2 separate regions of the Acanthopagrus latus genome follow, and region 2 is linked to region 1. The links are chromatin contacts, called in public Hi-C maps. All regions are on one chromosome and are shown on one strand. The core of a region is the stretch at or near the end of the contact, and the rest is flanking DNA. Distances in the headings are between cores, read along the strand shown. Region 1 holds the start of lgals8b (galectin-8). Region 2 holds the start of LOC119004739 (AT-rich interactive domain-containing protein 1B-like).

Region 1 (7,446 bases), core at 4,267-6,766:
GAGCCATGTGGAGAGCTCTGGATATCGCCACCTCTTTCTCCACCTGCCACCAGAAGCACTCAGTCTCCAGCAGACTCTCTGCCTTTTTCAGGGCAGCGGCCAACTTCCTGGTTTCCTCCTTGTGTTCCTCATGCTGGGCTTGTTGAGAAGCCTGAGATCTTTCCATAGTCTCCACAACTTGCATATCCCGCACAGTCTTCTTATGGTCTTCTGTGGCCTGAATGAGTGATGTCTTTTCCTCCCGCCACTCAGAACGATGGCTGTCCAGCTGCTGCTTAATGTTCTTCAGTGTAGCCACAAGGGTGTCGTTCTTGTGTTTCTCCTCATCCAGCTGAGCCACGTGGAGAGCTCTGGATCTCTCCATCTCCTCCAGCAGAGAGGATTTCTCCTGCTGCCAGCAGAGGCGCCCAGTCTCCAGCAGATCCTCTGCTGTTTCCAGGGCAGTCTGGGTTGCTTTTATGGCCCTCTTAGCATCTTTCTCTAGGTTTTGAAAAGCTTCCTTTTTCTTGTCCAGTCTGTCCTGCAGCTCCAGAACTTTAATTCTCTCATTTACAAGTCTTTCTTGCAGCTGATTTGCATTCAAGTGAGCCTCAAACTCTGCTGGGTTTTTGTTATAGAGCTCCAACTGTAGGCGCTCAATAGTTTTCTTGAAATGTTGTGTTTCCTGTGATCGCAGCTCCTTTAAACGACAGTCTTCACTATCCAATTCGCATACTTTCTGTTGAAGAGTTGTATTGTCAGCCTTCACTTTCTCCAGTTGGACCCAAACAGGCTTGGTCTCAATGTTCTCCGCTGACTCGGCCTGTCTGTGCTGCAGTCCCTGCAGTCGAAGTATTTTATCACCTCCTCTGTCTTCATAGTTGGCAAATCATCCAATGCTTTGCAATGCATGCAATGCTGCGTCTGTACATTTGTGTAATTCAGTGATGTAGCATTTGAGGCAGATTTAGCTGTTTAATTCGCTCTGATCCCTCCGTGGTTAATGCTAACATAAACAGCAGTGGCGAACCGTGCCCATCAGAACTGGGCCTTCTGTACCAATAACCAATATTATATATTATATATATTATATTACCAATAATAGTAATTCAATTACCCGGTCATAAAGCTGATCACTGGATTTCAGATCCAATAGAACTTGCTTTTCAATAGCTATGGAAGCTAACGCAGAGAGTTGGGATTGTCCTGATGTGTTCCTCGCATATGTTTTTATCTTATGAGGGCAGAAAATGTCCTTTCCACGTATGCCGTGGTGACAGGGATTGTTAAAACTAAACATGTTAGTGCATGTAACTGATGCATGCTGTCACAGAGACTTGAACGCTGGAGAGAGGAGGACGTCAGATGGGTTCTTTCCCTGAAAATCTTGCACAGTATATATCACAGACAGTTCAGTTTTCAGCAGTGGCAAGTCAAAGTGCAGTCCAGTTGGCACGCCAGTGTTCAGCACAGCCTCGTCATATATTTGATCAAAATGTTCCTTCTGCCCCTCAAACCCCATACAAAACTGCTTGACGAGCAGTCCACCATTACTCTCCTGCCTGTAAGGTCGCACTTGGGGATCGAGACTTTTTGTCTGCCATGACAGCGATGCGCCGGAGATCCAGCTCCTACAGTCAGTAGTTCAAAAACCTTCTTTTTAGTAAACTCTGTGTACACAAACAATGTTCTCAATGCTCATGTTCATGTGTAGAGACCCCGGTGGTACTACTAGCAAATTTTCATGTTGTGTCGAGCCTTCTTAGTGTTTTAAAAATAGCTATTTTAATGTTAGTGTTCCATTGAAAACTAGCTTGCCCAAAACCAAAACTATGGTAAATCTGTGACTCTTTCATCGAATTTATGTATTTACATGAAGGGTTGACTCATATTCAAATCACAAATAAAGCCTTGGTTGCTTTTTAGCTAGAGTTTCACTTTAAGCTAGGTCCCACGTAACTGAGCAAGCGGGCCTTCTAGAATACCCTGGAGCCCTTGAAAACCTTAAAGAATACGCCCATTGGCTACAAATCCAAATGTCATTGGTTGATCAAATTGTCAACCTAAATGTACATTCTCATTACGTTTAATCGTCAGGGCATTCTATGAAGGAAAGAGAATAGCCTGGGTGGAGGACATTCTGCCCAGGGACACCATAGAAAGATATCTGATTGGTTGAGCTACCTTCCTCTACAGCACTAAATATGGAGAGAGCACACCAGGCACTCACACCGAAACCTCCGACAGATGCCCCGCCAAGATCAATCGTGGTCAAGTTCTCGTGCTACAGGATGAAGGAGAAGGTCATCAAAATGACCTGGCAGAGCAGAGAATTCTACTTCCAGGTCAAAAGGATACACCTGGACCATGACTACGCACCAGAGCTGCTGCGGAGACGGAGGGAGTACGCGGAGGCAAAAGTTTTGCTGAAAGAAAGAAATATACGGTTTCAGACTCCATTCCCAGCCAGGCTGAGGGTGTTCTACAGTGACGGTGCAGTGATTTACAACTCGGCTGAAGACGCAGTGGTGGATATGGTAGAGAGGGGGATACCGGTGATGGTTCTGAAAAAAAAAATCTTCCCTCCTGGACCAGATAGCCCCAGCTGACTTGGTGACCAAGTAGAAAACAACTAAACCAGGAAAACACAAGCTCCAGGCTCTCTGTCACCGAGACGCTCGATGAGTAACGTTAATATAATTTTGCGCTAACAGAAATGACATTCATGTGGTTATAGCATTTTTAATTCTTTAAAGTTATATTTTAAAGAGCGGTGAATAATGCATAAAGCATATTCCCCAACATGATATTGCATAAGCGAGAGGCGAGAAAGGGTTTATGGTGGACGGGTTTTGTTGTCGGCCTCCCCTTTACCGGACACAATTTGAGTTTGTAGCTTAAATGGTAAAACTGAATTTTCTGAATTAAAGTATATACTGCACCTTTTAGAAAACGTTACGTGTTGATACGATTTGATTGTTTTAATTTCACTGAAAAAAGAAGGTGACAAAAGAAGGCTTTTTGGTTATTCAATTAATCATTTCCTGTCAGTGCTTACTATGAAATCACAATCAGAAATAAGTTGATTCATCAATCAAGCTCTTCAATGTCAAATATACACATCTTTATGTTGGATACTGATAAGCTTGATTTGTAGTGTTGAAGTGTCTGGTCAGTTTCATCAGGTGACAATGGATCAAGTTATTGTGTGCAAGTCACATGTGTCTGTCAGTTATGAACCTACAGCTGATCAGCTCCTGACTATCCAGCTGTTTGTTCTCTATAGCATCTTTCAGCTCTGAGTTTTGGTTTCACAGCCAACAACTTTTAACTGGCCAGAAAAAAGTTCACAAACCACTGAACACATTACTCATTTCTAGGGGACATTATGGCGTATGGATGACACACTGAACCAGTATGTCAGGTTTTATAGATTTATTGCAGAAAACACCCATAGCGCCTCCCAGGGGGCATAAGCTGAAATAGACAGTGAGCAGAGTGGGAGAGGTTAGATACAGTATCTCAAGTTGCATTTGCCTCCTTTGTTCTTCAAGTTATTTTACGATTATCGGCGGAAAAAACTGGCCAGATATCCTGCTGCTGCTCCAGCGCTGGTCACAGCGGCAGTGGCGGCTCCTGACAGGCCAGCTGCACCTACAGCAACATCACAGTGTTTGTTAAGGTACGAAGCTAAAGAGAACCTGAGGAATCTTTGATGGCAAGACAAAAAACCCACATGAAACAGTAACACTACAATCAGAATTGTAGAATACTTTTTTTTTTCCAAATCTCTGTGACAATATGACTCGAGTTTTCTTAGACATGTCTTTTTTTCCCACTTCAATCCCAGGCGTGAAAAGGACCGCTTCTTGTGGTTCAAACATAGCATTTTTATGTCACGTTTTTAGTAAATTGCTGAGGTTGAGGCCGATTTATAACTCCATCCTCCTAAGTACACAGGACAGACCCTTTACCAAATGAGCAGTCATGGCACCCTTCAGCTTCACTTTCTTACTAAAGGGGCACTATGCAGTTTTGGAGGAGAAATTCAACATCAGAAATGTACATTCACATCTAAGGCGCTTAGCAGACACTTTTGTCCGAAGTGACTGATGGCAGTGGCTGCCACACAAGATGCCGACCAGCACATAAGGAGCAGGTTGGGGTGAAGTATTACCAAGGACACTGCAACATGCACACCAGGGGAATCAAACCAGCGACCTTCCGATAACAAGACCCTGGCTCCACCCCTGAGCCACAATATTTAGAATATTTTTGAGGTAATAATACTAACTCAGATATATCCATTTTCCCCCATAACTGAGCAAACAAGCATTTCTCAGAGGAAAATAAGGTCCCCAGAACACTGTTTGAAGCTCAAGAGGTGGCAGGGTGTGCCAAATGGACAAAGTATGTTTAGGAATCCAAAAACAAACAGTAAATGAAGTCCTTTACCTACTGATTAAAATCTGTTATAAAAACACTAAGTGTCATAATGGGCTCCAAAGTTTTTAAGGAGTAGCTGAGTGCCATCCTGCCCTCATTTACTGTCACTTTTATTAGATACCATGTTTTGATCTTCAGACTTTGGAACAATTACATGATGAATGTTTGACAATACAAAAAAACCCAAAACAAATACAGGTGTGAAGCCGACTAAAGTAGTCCTGAAGCTGAAGGGTCCCCTGTGTCTCATTTTCTGAGGTTGATGGTCGCAACTTACAGCCCTTCAACTTTTTAAAATTATAGTTTCTCAGTACAATGAGGACTGGATGTGACTCGGTTAATCTTAGGAAAAAAGGAAAAACACATTGCATTACACTCCACACATGACTCCCTTTTAAATCATTGCTCCAGTAGTGATCATTTCACAAGGTAAGCTTATAAACCAACCATTACAACATCTGTCCTGTATGATGTTTACCTGCTGACTGCAAGACAGCCACAGCACTTCCTGCTGCCACTCCTCCTCCGTTAGCCACGGCAGCAGCAGACATCATTTTAGCAGCCACGGAACCCGCCGCTACTCCAGCTGAAGTAAAGCCTGCAAACCCCAGAGCAGCAGGAGCCGCAAACAGGGCAGCTACTGCACATGGACGAGAACACGGCAGAGGAAACATTTACGTTCGCAGTTGCTGGATTAAAATGCGTCACAATGCTTGACAAAGGGCCTTACCTGCTCCAACTCCTGCTCCGATAGCGGCAGCTGACACTGAAACACAGGATGGACAACTGAAATCAACATTTATAGCTAATAACTGGTTTAACATTTACAACATTTGCTAAGGTTATTGTTTATGTATTGTTATAAGGGAAACACATCAGTAAATGTGGCAATGTCGTCAAAGGGAACAGCAATACTGACCAGGGCCCATTTCTTGTGATTTGACAAAGCAGTGTACACAGCCTGTTTCTCCGGAAAATCGAAACTGTTTAGGCTATTTGTAGCGTCTCGCAGACTTGACGTGATGACGGTGAACACGTCACTGTGTTGGGCCGTTTCCGCAGTACGTTAGCGCGTCGGCCATATTGGATGTGGCAGGTCTGTCCCGTGAACTACAAGTCAATGGAGTGAACTTCTATAAAGCGCCCTTATACAAAGTGCTATAAGTTAATGCCTCGCATTTACCCATTTACGCACGTACGAATATATTTGGGAAACAGACAGGTACCAAAACACAACGTATGTAACGCTTTCTGATGACGTTGTAAACGTTAACTGCTCCTTATAGGTTTAGTATGAAGGCACCAAACCCACGTATGCATTTTTCTAATGTTTTTATGTTTACAGCTGCCAGTGCATGTAACGCTGGCAGTTGTGGTGGTAAATGACAGTTGGATATTTAATCTGTGTCTATAATAACTGGATCCTGACACGTAAATGTGATATCTGTCTACCATACTGCCAACTTGTTTGATTTAATTTAACTTTAAATATGGACAACTGACTGCATAATATATGAATCAGAATCAGAAATATTTTAAGGGAAATTGCTTGCGTTACAGCTGCTCCCATTCAAAGTTCAAAGATTATGTATTTTATGATGTTCTGTCATGGAGTTTATCACTTCACTGCTAAAAGAAAAGAAAGCAGTCTCACTGCCAGCTGCAATTTCTTATCTTGATTTGCAGACTTTGTTAATTTTGGTCAAAACTGTAGCTGCCGCTAAATTGATCAAAATCACTGTATTTAAAAAAAAAAAACAAGATAAAAATTGGTTACATATAAACATTGTAACTGATTAATCTTTTTTTTAAATTTATTTATTTATACAGTGATTTTGATCATTTCACCTGCAGCCACAGTTATGACCAGTGGTATCCTGGCCCTCGCAGGAAGCAGCTTAGGTACAAACACCTTCTCTGCCTACGACTCTGAAATCATACTGCATGCACGATGTGACTCTCCCCTTTAAATGTTGTCCTTCTTTCCTCACCCATCCATCCATCCATCCATCCTCATTCTTCCATCCATTCATCCATGTCCATATGTCAGCCTGTCCATTTGTCCATCCATCCCTGTCTGTCCATCTTTCCCCATCCATCTGGATGGACATAGGGGCAGTGCTTGTTCATAGGGCAGTGTTGTTAGGTTGTACCCCTCAACCTGCCTTAGTCCACCTCTTGTCTCATACATGATAATAGCAATAAAAAACCACAACTAAATACACACATTTGTTGTACATACATGAAGTACATTCCAGTACATACATTTGTAAAATATTTCAAATAAACTGCTATCACATTGTCACTATGGGGTGTTGTTTGTAGAAGTTTTGAGGAAAATAATGAATTTAATCCATTTTGGAATAAGGCTGCAACATCATAAAATGTGGAACCAAGTGAAGTGCTGTGAATGTTTCCCTGTACATTAAATCAAGTTCAGTCAAGTTATTTTTTATTAGCTCCTGCTGCTCACACAGAGGTTTAACAACATGCATCAGTTAACCTGAAATCCGTCAGAGAAAGTGGGCCTCTGCTGCTCTGCTGCCGCTCGGCGTGCAGCGGGACTGATCACGTGGGTAGGGGCTTGCGCATGCGCGGTGTCGGCGGTGCTGCTTATGGAGAGAAGATGCCCACTGCCATCATCCCCGCGTAGTGCAGGAGAGCTGCGAACCGGTCATATTTACCGCAGACACCACACACTCCGCTGCATGTTGTGGTCCGACACAGGAAGCCTGATGTCTGTGGCAAATGCGAAACACACTGTCCTGAATCCGGTAAGAGGCGTATTATTATCACCGTCATCACCACCACCATCATTATTATCATTATTATTATCATCATCAGGATTAGTGTTTTTATCATGCCATGATCAACAGCCCCTAATGCAGCTGCTAAACTGTGCGCCAGTCGCCTGTGTTCTCAGCAGGTGCCTTTCAAAACGGGCAGCGCAAAGGACGCGGAGCAGCTACCAGACGGTCACTGTGTGTTCCAGTTAATCCACTGAATCACGTTCAGTCTTCA
Region 2 (6,493 bases), core at 2,590-5,089, 250 kb after region 1:
CTCGTTTCGCTCACAACTTGCTCCTGAAGAGAGGCAGTAGGGAGGGAAATTGAATTTGAAAGAGGGGGAAACTGTGCCAACAGGTGACAGAGGCGCGCTCCGACCAAACGCACTCTGAAGTGAAGCGCAGTCATATCACGGGGCCAATTTGGAGGCAGTATTATGCACTACACTGCTCGCCTTTTCTCACACAGCCTGTCAGCGCGCAGGAGAGCAGCGCCGCCGCTCCAAATATGAATTAAACATAGGGCTTTTGTAGCGTGAATATACTGCTGCTGAAATGTTGATAGAGCAGAGAAAAAAAAAACATAGCAGTGCATGCACTTACTCTAAAAGTGGAAAAAAACTGGAAGGAAAAAAACAACAACATTTGCAGTATAAAATGTTAAATTTAAGATTTGTTTAGGGGGCTCCTGGAATTATCTGCACTGAAATAAAAGGAATGTGTATAGTGTCGCTCATATGCTGCGACTGCTATGGTGTGTGTATATATACTGAATAAATATGCACACACATTCTACACATGTTGGTCCATCTCATCAGTGCATAATTCATACCACAGCCAACCTTTCCTTTTGCTCGAACGTTCACTTAATTTCCCAGCATTCAACGCAAATTGCCCCTGATTGAAACAATGCAGGCTAATGAACCGCTTTTGTTTTTTTGTTTTTTTTTTTTGCGAGAGGCAGGCAGTGTCAGCCATGCTCAGCCACCTTGCCCTCCAGTCGTCCAGATGTGCCATCCAGCAGTGCGAATAATTCAGTGCACCAAAAAAAAAAAAAAAAAAGTCAGTCACGGCTCTTCTGGAGCAAGACTGTGTTGTGTTTTTAGGGGTCAGCGTTCTGAGCTGGCGGTGGCTGCTCCCCCCTCCCCACCCTCCTCCCTCTGGCTGCAGGTCTGCACACTGTTGACACATCACTGTTTCCGCTCAGGGTCGGGGACACCCAGGGATCCTTGACTGGATTCCTCCAAAACAGACGGAGGAAATACTCGAAACAATTAGCAACACTCTGTTACCACCGAGGTGCCCTCGAGCAAGGCATACGAAGCCCAGCTGCAGCAGTGGCCCACAGAAGTGCGGCTGGCCGGGGGTGGGGGTGCATGAACACGACATGTGTAAGAGACATGTGTTGGGCAAATTTTTCTCACAGATCGGATCGGATGGGGCAAAATGTGACGAGTGAATCGAGGCGACAACTCACTCCGCATGAAAACACACCGTCTACTTTCTTTATCATTCTGGTCTGACATTGAAGTGAGTAGGGAAAAAAATATGAGGATAATTATCAGTAGGCCTAAACCTTCATAAAACTTCAATTATTGCGTTGGACGGCCTCCAAGTCTGGAATATTCCCATAAGACCTGAATGCAGCATCACCACAGCGCCATGGCCAAGGATCCCTGCAAGAATCCTTTTTTTTTCCTCCCTTTTTTTTTTTTTTTTTTTTTCTTCCCCCCGTGCAGTCTGCCCAGCGGGGCCACAGGGAGCCAATCAGATGGCAGACTGGGTGTCAACTGTGAGACGAGGAGTACGGAGAGCTTTAAGCCAGTTTACCTCCACTATTCAAATAGTGGAGAGAGCAGCGGGCACGGGAATAAAAAACGAGGCGCACGCAGGAGCGCTCCGGCTCGACACGGAGCGCACGGAGAGGAGGAGAGAGGAAAGTGGGAGGCACGGACGGTGTCTGCACGGCCGCGGCGTCTGTGCGACTCTTCACGTCAGTCAAACACCAAGACATGACGAACACGACTGTTTGTACTGAGCGTTTTCGTACATTTTCTATAGGAGTGTTGTCACTTTGTCCGGCGGGCGCCTCGAACACAACACGTCCTCTAAACAGGGCGTTTCGCAACGTGTCTGACACCACGTCGGCAGAGAGGTCCAGCCAGCGTGAATGGTGCTTTTTTATCCACTATGTAAAACTGAAGAGGAAATAACAATCAGGGCACACGACTGGAATATAAAGTATTGATATATGACGGCAGAAACACAGCCTCTGGTTTATCCTATCAACTGTTGCAGGCTCCTTAAAATATCCTACTAAATTGAGATATTAAAAATAAATAAATAAAAGTGTGTTTTCTTCTTTTGTTTTCTGTCACGTTAAAGCTCAGGTGGGTCAAATGTTACACGTTCAAACACAGCCTCCTGAATAAAAATATGAACCCATTTAATTCAACTAAATAAATGTTATTATGAGTGACACACCGTCGAAGAGATACCCAAGTTCACTGGCGCACAGCGGAGCGAGAAGTTTCCCAAAACTTACCTGCGTCCTGCCGAGGCCTTGCCCTCCGTTGCCCGGGCTCATTGAATGAGGATGGTTCCTCTGCTGCCCTCCCCAGCCGTGAGCCGAACCGGCTCCATATTGGGGCCCCACGTCCTTCCCTAGGCCCATGCCGGCTTGCTGCTGCGCCGTGGAGCCGCTGTAGTCTTGATACGCACCGCCATAACCCCGCATCATGGGGCTGGGGGACGTCAGCAGTTGGTTGAGGGTCGGGGTGGCCCCTGACGGCTGCTGCTGCTGCTGCTGCTGCTGCTGAGTCTGTCCTGGGAACCTCTGAAAGCCACCCTGAGCAGCCCCCAGGGGAGGCTTGCCGTGGCTCGTGGAGGAGTTGCTGCCCATCATCATGTTACCAGGCTGCCGGCATCCAGAGGGGCCCATCATCCCGTAGGCCCCTCCGCCGTAGCCCGCCCGGTACGCCGCCGGGTACTGATTGTACTGGCTGTTGTGGTACCCTGCTTCGTGGGAGTTCTCCATGCTGTTATGTGCCGAGGAGTGCGTTATCCCCATCCCACTGCTTTGTTGCTGCTGTCCGCCATGTTGCTCATAGCAGGGCCTCGGAGTGTAATAGTTGTTATTAAACTCAGAGTTGTTGCTTGTTGGCCCCAAGTTGGTGTGTTCATACCTGGTACCCATCATCCTCTCCGCGGGTTTACAGGTGAGCTCCCCCTCACCTTTCCCTGGCATGTGCTGCTGCTGTGGCTCCCCCTGGCCCCCCAACAGGTTCTCCTTGCCGCCGTGGTGTTGGTGATCCATGCCCCTGTCCCCACGGGGCCCCTGGCCGTTGTTATTGGCGGTGTTGTTACTTTGAATCTGTCGCTGCTGATGTGGCGCAAATTGGCCGAACTGCGGCGGCGGCGGCTGCTGCTGCTGCGGCGGCTGAGACTGAGGGGGATCTCCGCTGCTCCCCACACATTTCAGCTTGTGGTTCGCGATCAAACTCGTCTCCATCGAGGAAGTGGTTGAATTAGTCGGAGCCGGGGCGGACGCAAGGTTATTCCCATCCTTGTCGTGGCCGTCCGGAGCACTGTGAGTCGTGGAAGTTGAATGAACCATGTTGAGCTCGTTTCGGCGGTGATGGTCTACATTATTCAGAGTCCCATCTCCGGCACTCAGCATCGGTCCAGTCCGCTGTACGGTCCCTCCTCCTCCTCCTCCTCCTCCGCCTCCTCCTCCGGATTTCCCCGAATTGAGCTCCGGACCCAAACCGCTGGATAATTTCTTATTTTTGTTATTAGTTCTGGTCGGAGCCGATGCAACTTGCGCGGCCATGGTCACTCCAACATCTCAGCGCGCGGCGACAGCAAGCCCCGACCAGCCTTGCGCGCAGAAAATAACACAAGAGGGGGAAGAAAAACACAAGCTGGGAGGTGAAAAATGTGTTCAGTGGAAAAGCGAGCTCTGTTGTAGCGCTGGTTGCTGCTGTGGCGGTGGTGGAGCGGTGCGTCAGTGAGGCTTCATGTTGAAAGTTTCTCTGCCAGGTTTAAACCAAACTTTTTCTCTTCCCCCCTCCGCCTCTCCTCCATCCCGGTTCTCGGTAATATGTAGCAGCGTCTCCCGGAGCCCTTGTGGCCCAGCATGGCATGAGAGAGAGCGGGCTCTACCAGCTTATCCACCTCCAGGGCTCCGGCGCGCCTCACATGGAAAATCCGGACTGGAGTAGTGAGCCATTACGCGCGCTGCATCTAGATTTTTCGGTGTTTTGCGGTGTTTTACCGGTTGATTTTAGAAAAAAAACAATGAGACCCTGGTGTGGCAGCATTTGGACATGTCACACAATGTCTTACTGTCGTTATAACATCTGGATTTATTTGAATAATTGCGCCTCAGAGGCTGAAGGGATGACTCCCCTTCCTTGGGACTGAAGTGCATGATATTCTTAAACAAACAATAACCGTATTTGCAAATTACGCACAGACAGTCCTCCCCCGCTCCACGCGGACCCTTCAAATAAACACACCGGCAGATGTTAAGTTTGCCCGAGCGAGTTGGTACGCATTTATCCAGATCTGATTTTCCCTCTCCCCACCCCTTCTCTGTCCCTCGGCTCAAGCCAGTTCTCTCTGCAGCTCTGACAGGAGTCGGACACGCAACCACAAGCTGTGCGCAATAATGTTGCCATCGGAATAAGAATGTAATCGCACTTTATAGAGGCTATAATGTTGCAATACGTGAACGTCGGAGTTCATCCCCCCACGCGCTCCTATCACTTCTTTTTTTTCAGCCGCGAGAAGGAGTAATGTTGCCCTTCAACAAAAGAGGCACAGCAATCGCGTAATGAGAGGGGGAAACCGTGGAAATATCACAAACTATAAACTCTCTAATATTCTACAGGGCCATTCGGTGGGATGGCAGATAAGAAAAATTGCCATTCAATAAGATTAGGTCACCATAAACTCGTTGTAAGTCTCCACTGGAATGTAATATGAATATTATGAATATTAAAGGCGTTCTTCATTAGGGTCTTATTTGAATAAAAGTCTACATTCTTTAATTCCCTTCATTTGATTTACTTTATCAGAGACTAACCTGTCTGAAATGATAATGAAATTTAAAAAGAAAAAAAAAGAAAAAAGAAAAAAAAAAACGCATCAACCCCAGGCTGCAGTGTAGGACCACACAAAAACCAAAGTCTACAAGATATGCTATCCCATCAGTGGTATTCAAACATGAATGCAAAATAGTGCTTAGTAAAGAAGCTGGGGTGTCTGTTGGGACTTGAATGAGCAGAGGGTCCGCTTTGATGAGATCAGATGCATTTGATCAACAGAGGGAGCTGCGGATGAAAGAGGGGTGGAGGGGGAGAGGGAGGGGGGAGGGAGAGAGGGAGGAAGAGAAGGGGTGGGTGGGGAGGGAGAGAGAGAGAGAGAGAGAGAGAGAGAGAGAGAGAGAGATTTGGGGATGAGAGTTGTGCCGAGGATGGCCATGATAATGATGATGACTGGTGGTGGTGGTGGGAACAAATGTGTTGTTGATGATGATGATGATGATGATGATGATGATGAGTGAAGATGCCAGTGGTGGAGGTGACGATAACCAAATATAATGGCGATCTCTGCAGAGGCGGGGATGGCGATGTATAGGCGAAAGCTAATTGTTGCTTTAATTCACACATTCACCCTGCCTTATACTTGTAGGTGTGGAGTCTGAGTGTATGGTGTATTTCACTGTGAAGCCATGTCCATGACAATGGGAAGACCCCTGCTGGAGATACAGTGTTAGTACAAGAGAGAGGAGAAATCAAGAGTTTAAAACACCTTGTGCTCCAGTGGAAAAATATTATATACGATGCATTCTGTGAAACTACTCGTGTAGGATGGGAAAAAAATCATATCATCACATGACAGCAAGAGGCTTAATCCCACTTTTCCAAATGGAAGCTCGCTCATTGGAGACAAATAAAAGCCGGTGACATCCCTAGAAACCTTTCCCAGCCGTTTGCCTTTATGAGCCCATATGGCAGAGAATAAAAAGCTATAACGTTGTTATGGTCCAACTACAGAGTCTCAATGGTGTTCACCACTCAGTATACTCAGGGCCAGCCTATAGCATCAACAGGACCAGATGGCTATTTATCTATAGGACACCCTGAGAAGACATCACATTTACATCCTGTGAGAGAGGGGCGAGTGTGTAGGTGACGGGCTGCTGCTGGTGTGTGTACTGTCTGGACAAATGCCCTTAAACGATGGAGCGTATCTTTACGTCCGGGGCTTCGTCACTGCACCTTTTCTGATTAGAACAAGCCTCATCCACACCCTTCCTGCTCTCTGTACTTTGTGCACATGACGATTCTGGCTCCCATCAGTGTCCCAGATCAAAGCCTCGGCTCTGATCTCATCTAGAGCAACACTAGGGCTGACAGTGAGGGGACCTGGAGCATTAGCATATTCTATGATGGCGCCCGGCTTTTCAAGCCGTTGCCTCGGCTGCAGCTCTGGGTGTGCGCGCTGTGGCTTTGCAACTCTAATTTCCCTCTCTCGCTCATTAAAAAAAGCCCACTGTTCTCCTATTAATTCGCAGACACACTGATCTGTTTGAATGGCGAGGATGGGTGTGTGTGTGTGTGTGTGTGTGTGTGTGTGCGGGAGGAGGGAGGTGGAGGAGGGCAATGGCTCAGCGCATTTGCATTTATGTTTAATTTATAACCTTCAGGGGCCCCCTGATGCAGCAAGATTGAAACAATAACTCCAGACAAACACGGGGAA

Evidence for each region. A called contact is a pair of places that touch in the nucleus more often than the background predicts.
Region 2: a contact with region 1 is called in a Hi-C map of muscle, with 5 times the contacts expected there. The contact joins the promoter of LOC119004739 here to the promoter of lgals8b in region 1. A contact is called at or near these places in 2 of 4 Hi-C or Micro-C datasets (both in muscle).

What each region holds. Positions count from the first base shown.
Region 1 is chr16:15,985,274-15,992,719 of fAcaLat1.1, forward strand. It overlaps lgals8b (galectin-8), which reads left to right and starts at 5,517. Exons shown (of 8, transcript XM_037071952.1): 1 at 5,517-5,647. The coding sequence starts at 5,594. LOC119004761 (interferon alpha-inducible protein 27-like protein 2A) reads right to left here and starts at 5,450. Exons shown (of 4, transcript XM_037071958.1): 1 at 5,345-5,450; 2 at 5,156-5,191; 3 at 4,904-5,065; 4 at 3,400-3,633. The coding sequence starts at 5,354. The coding sequence ends at 3,545.
Region 2 is chr16:16,237,099-16,243,591 of fAcaLat1.1, forward strand. LOC119004739 (AT-rich interactive domain-containing protein 1B-like) reads right to left here and starts at 3,840. Exons shown (of 21, transcript XM_037071920.1): 1 at 2,271-3,840. The coding sequence starts at 3,557.